2 separate regions of the Canis lupus genome follow, and region 1 is linked to region 2. Evidence: chromatin contacts called from public Hi-C data. All regions are on one chromosome and are shown on one strand. Each heading gives the region's core, a stretch centred on a gene start, on an enhancer-like site or on the middle of the called end of the contact. The rest is flanking DNA. Distances are from core to core; before and after follow the strand shown.

Region 1 (2,700 bases), core at 119-2,618, 120 kb after region 2:
CGGAGACTTTGCAGTGTTTGGCCAAGCAAGAGGGTAACCATCACTTTGCCACCTCTCCCGTCTAGACAAGCATCCCACTGACTTGTCCAGAAGAAGCTCATAGAAGCCTTACAAAACCACTCCATACCTGTCCGCAAAGGTGCCCGTTGGTTGGGGCTCCATTTCTTACATTGCAAGAAGCATGGGAACAAAACAGGACTGTCATTCCCTGTATCTATTCCTCCCCCATAAAGCCGTCATAAATAGGGTAGCTCAGCCTGCCTTTGCCCAACGCTGGCACTCCACTCCCCCCCCAAAAAACGGACTGGTTCTTATTTTTTACTTTAAGGAGGATGGAAACTTGCAAGTGTTTCCCTAACGGGTTTGCTGAGTTTCCAGTGTCTAAAAAGAATTTGAAACCAAGTGAAGTGTGGTCTTCACACCCCGAAATAACCGTCCTGGGATGTGGGCTAGGTGCCTGGGCTTGTTCAGGGCCGGGTGGCGCGCGGGCTGTGGAAGGCGCGGCGAGGTGCTGCGCACCGGCGGGGGAGGGGGGGGGGATGCTGGGGGGGTGCTGGGGGGATGCTGGGGGGGTGCTGGGGGGTTCTGGGGGGCGCTGGGGGGATGCTGGGGGGGCGCTGGGGGATGCTGGGAGGGGATGCTGGGAGGGGATGCTGGGGGGGTGCTGGGGGGCCAGAAAGGAACCAGCGTCCCGGGAGCACGTCCGAGGGCTCCGGAGTCGCGCACTCCACCCCCGGCCACCTCGCTGCCGGGAACCGGCTGCAAAGGGAAGGCGCGGCGGCCTGCGTTTGGGCGGAGGGCGGCGGTCCCCTCCTCCACCGCCGGCCTGGACACCTGGCTCCCGGGCCCGCCCGCCCCGCCCGACCCTCGCTCCCCCGGTCCCCCGGGGGCAGGCGCCGCGCTCGCGCTCCCGTCGGGGGCCCTCCGGTTCCTCGCTCCCCGAAAGTGCTAACTTCAGGGGCCCGGGGGTACACGGGGAGAGCACCCCAGAAGGGACAGGCCGTGGGGGCGCGGGGGGCTCCAGGTAGGGGAGAAGGACGATCGCCCCGCGGTGGCCGCCTCTCCCCTCCTCCTCCTCGTCCTCCTCCTCCTCCTCGGCCCCCTCCTCCTCCCGGCCCCCCCACCGTCCGCCCCCCCAAGTCCGCAGGACCTGCGGCGGCCGCGCGGAGCTGGGCGCCAGCCTGGGGCGCCCCGCGGGGGTCCCCGAGCCCAGGCAGCGGGGGGCTCCGAGGGCGGGGGCGGGCGGGGCCGCGGCTCCCGCGCACCTAGCGGGCCGCCCTCGCCAGCATCCCTCGGCGGTCCCCGCCCTTACCTCCGGGCGCCGGGCTGCCGGCGGGGACGGCGCTGGGGAGCGGCGGGCGGTCTCCCGGGCCGGCTCGGCGGCGGGGTCGTCGGCGGGGCCGCCGCTCAGGGCGGGTGGCGCCCGAGCACTGCGGCCGCGGCCACGGCGGCGCCTCCCTCCTCGTCCTCCTCGCGGGCTCCGAGCCGGGACGCAGCTGCCGCCCGGCCCCGCAGAGCCCTCCTCCCGCCGCCAGCGCCGCCCCGCGCGCCGCCCGGCCCGCGGCAGCCAGCGCCGCCCAGCGCCCGGGCCCGGGGTCGCCGCCGCCGCCGCCGCCGCCGCCGCCCGGCCCGGCCCCGCTGTGACGCAGGCCGCCGCCCGGGAACGTCCTCCCTGCGGGGACCACCCCGCGCCCCCGCCCCGCGCTCCCCGCCGGCCCCGGGGACCACCCCGCGCCCCCCCCCGCGCTCCCCGCCGGCCCCGGCCCCATCACATCATCCCCAGCCGGCGGGAACCCGGGGGGGGGGGGGGGGGCAGCGCCACCTAAAATAGCCCTTCTGGCACCTCCCCTGCAGGACCGGGGTCAGGAGAGGTGACCCCCCCGCGCCCTCGGGAGAACAGCAGGACCCCCAGGAGCCCCAGAATGGGGCGCGGGGTGGGGGGCGCACTGCGGGAGACGGGGAGAAAGGCTCAAACCAGTCTCCCTGGACACCTGAGGCTCCTCTCCGGCCCCCCCCCAGGTCCCGGACACCGTGGCTGGGCCCCCTCTTCTCTCAGCAGCAGGTCCCAGAGACCCTGGGAGGAGCGGGCGCCCGCCTGCAGCCGTGTTCGCAGTTGCACCGAGGCCAGGACCGGGCTCATCACAACCACCTGTTGTCAAGAGCTTGGGGGGCGGGGGGGGGGGGCGGGGAGCTCCCTCGCGGGACGTGAACCAAGCGTGTTTTTCTCCTCCGTAGTCTCCGACCCAATTTCAGGTTGAGGAAGCAAACTGTCTTCTTGAAAGCTGACAGCTCTGTGTGGGGAAGGTCTTCTGCCCCGTGAAGAACGTGCAGACACGACTACAAGCTGTATAACGTCGGCTGGGATGCTTAGCGGTGCTGGCGATGCTAAGAGAACCCCCAGTCCACCTAGCACCCTGTCCTGGCCGTCGGGAAAAGGCTGCTGTACCCTAATCGTGTCTCACCAGGTGATTTGTTCTCGCACGGCAAGCCTTCAGAAAGCAGGCACCTCCTCTAACCCCATTTCTAGTTCCAAGTCGAAATGAAAAGAAAATGTGCCCAGAAGTTGTCCTCTTAAGCTTTTAACTGCTTTTCCCCTGCTTGTGCAGGGCCCACTACGACCCTTGTTTCAAGCCGAGTACGATTGTGCAAGTCAACCTTAAACCCCCTTAGGCTTCAGGAGAGAGGACTCTTAACACCGGC
Region 2 (2,700 bases), core at 196-2,695:
TCCCTCTGCCTGTGTCTCTGCCTCTCTCTCTCTCTCTCTCTGTGTGACTATCATAAATAAATAAAAATTTTAAAAAAAGGGACAAGGACATATGTTACTACTCTTATAAAAGATGCAGTTACTTCTTAACGAAATGAGGACTGAGTACCTAATATAGCGAAAGTATCATGTAAGATACGTTCTATGGACAATGTAAGTATAAAACAGAGCTTTTATCCTCATGGCATTTATTATATAGTTACGCAGAGAAGTAAAATGTCAAAACAATTTGAGTAACTATTCCGGTAATGCAGGAATACACATTATAAGGCTTTATCTAATTTTGTAGAATGATTGTACAAGCAATAAAATACCATGCACATTTTTCTATGACACACACGTATACGTTTATACGCTGCACTATCACAAAGTATTTGTTTCCCCTCACAATAACGCGTGAGGTTCCTAAGTCCAGGATTAGCTCAGTTCCCTAAGCAGGTGAAGAAATTTGAGCTGGGCTCAGCAGAACAGGTGAGGTCTTGACATTAGAGAACAGGGAGAGGACATTCCAGGCAAATAAAGTGTCACAAGCCAAAGTGCAGAGATGGAAAGTGCAAGCATGTGCCTGACCTGTGAGCAGATCAGTCGGCCTGTTGACCGAGGAGTACTAGTGACAGCTGTCGTCAATTGGGCACCGACTGTGTGGCAAGCACCAGGCTAAGGCCGATACACAGGCTACCTCATTAAAATATCAACCACCAAAAAATATATATATAAATAAAAAAAATAAAGAGTAAAAAAATAAAATATCAACCACCTTGCATAGAAACGAAGGATTTAGAACCTTCCACACAGTTACATAGCCAATAAGTTGGGGACCTGGGGTTCTAGCCCAGGCCGTCTAATTCTAGCCCCTGACCCGGACACTATACTTAACTCTAAGGCTAGAAAGGACGTTCGAGGCCAGACTGTGGATGCTGGAACTTTTGCCCAGAAGACTTGTGGTTCTCTATCTTTTCCTGAGCGCGGTACCTTTGAGGAACAGGGTACCTGGAGGAAGGACACCTCCAGAAAGTGGCTCAGCACCAGCACGGTCCGGGAAGGGGACAGCTCCAGCCTGTGTGTGCCAGTGCTGCCCGACCTGTCCTGAGACGGGTGTGCCTCTCCAGGAAGGGTCCCTTTGGCCCATCTCCACCAGAGAGCCGCCACCGGAGCCTGGAAGCCTTCAGCAGAGAGCTCGGGGGACCTCCCCTGAGTGTCCGGGCCAGGGTCCCCGGCGGCCCACCCCGCCTGGGCGCGAAGACAGAGCTCGGCGGGCCTGGGGACAGCTGTCTGCGGGGACCTGGTGAGGCCTGGGGGCGACGGGGAGGGTGCATTTAGGCCGCAGGGACTTCGCAGACTGTGTCTTCACGGGGAGCGCCGTCCCCGCAGCACCGAGCCTGGGAGCCTGTTGTCACATCGGCAGCGGCCACCAGAGGGCTTCCCCGCCTCGGCCGAGCCAGCCTGGGGCGCAGGGGCGCTGACGGTCCGGCGAGGCCCTGGAACGTCGGGGCTTGGGTCTCCAACAGTCGCTTTTCACGGACACGCAGGGCTGGAAGGTCTCCGGCTCCACTGACAGTGGCTGGAAACGGGGCGGAAGGTGGAGGGATGACTTGCGGATTGCAGGTGCGGGGGGAGCCGGAGAAACTCGGGCGTGAGGTTGTCCCAGGTGCCCGGGCGCCCAGGTTAGAGACCCTGCAGGAGCCCGCAGCTGGAGCGGCCTGGGCCGGTGCGCACGAGTGTGTGGTGCACGTGTAAATATGTGTGCACGTATATACACGCATACAGGTGCACGTGTGTGAGTGTGTGGGGGCGAGGGGGCGTGTGCACGTGTAAATACGCGTGCATGCCTGGGAGAGCGTGGCGCACCTAAGCATGCCTCCGGGAAACAAGGAAAACAAATGATGAGGTGCAGGGAAGTGAACTGGCGTCTCTGCCTCAGCACTAATTAGCTCCCATCAGTTTTGACCGAGCCGAGATGCAAGACGCCAGTGAGCAAAGGCTGGAAAGCTCAGGGCGTGGGTTGTGCGGTCCGAAAAGCCGCTGAAAAGCCACTGGGCAGCAGGCTCGCAGAGCAAAGGCCATCTCAGGAGCCTGGGGCCTGGAGCCGAAGATGGGCCGTTCCCAACCTGAGACGCAGGTGTCTGTGTCCTCTCCGCCGGGCCAGCAGCTCTGTGCGCTGGTCGAGGTCTTTCTAAAGGCCACCTCCCTTTTTGAGGGGTTAACAGCTACCTGCCTCACCTTCCCCTGGCAGTTTTCTCTATCTCCTTGCCAGGCTGGCCTCCGTCACATTTCCCCGAGATGTGGGGACAGCCCTCTTACTCACCAGCTGCTCAGGCGCCTGGCTTCAACCTGTGTCTGCACTCGGTCATGTTGCCTTATCCTTGGGCTCTCCTTTGGCCACCTGTGAAGGGTTGGAAGCACAATGGTGAAGGCAGAAACATGGATTGTTGGGGGGTTGGTGAGAAGGAGCTGCTCTTTCATCTCTAGGCCTGTGTGTATGTGTACTTGCGTGGGAGTGAGTGGGAAGGGTGGTGAGAGAAAGTGATGCTGGAGAAGCCGGAGGCAGGCCTTCACCCCTCATAGCTGGGGTCCCTGGCTGCGGGCCCCCCATAGGCCCAGAAACACTGGGTCATGAGTGTCCCCCAACTGGCTAAAGTACATGCCCAACCTCAGAGCACA

The links. Hi-C and Micro-C count contacts between places; a contact is called where the count stands out from the background.
Region 1: a contact with region 2 is called in a Hi-C map of amygdala, with 4 times the contacts expected there. The contact joins the promoter of LRRC8C here to the enhancer-like site in region 2. A contact is called at or near these places in 3 of 9 Hi-C or Micro-C datasets (amygdala, blood and skin fibroblasts).

Annotation. Positions count from the first base shown.
Region 1 is chr6:59,497,907-59,500,606 of UU_Cfam_GSD_1.0, forward strand. It overlaps LRRC8C (volume-regulated anion channel subunit LRRC8C), which reads right to left and starts at 1,369. Exons shown (of 3, transcript XM_038541439.1): 1 at 1,313-1,369. It overlaps LOC111096524 (a long non-coding RNA gene), which reads left to right and starts at 2,218. Exons shown (of 2, transcript XR_005360432.1): 1 at 2,218-2,465.
Region 2 is chr6:59,377,881-59,380,580 of UU_Cfam_GSD_1.0, forward strand. It overlaps LOC111096522 (a long non-coding RNA gene), which reads right to left. Exons shown (of 6, transcript XR_005360429.1): 5 at 2,345-2,422; 6 at 252-1,600. Among named protein-coding and RNA genes, the nearest start is that of LRRC8C, 120 kb to the right of the region's middle. Within about 2 kb of position 1,446, at least 6 of the 20 cell types and tissues checked have an H3K27ac peak or open chromatin away from gene starts, as enhancers often do.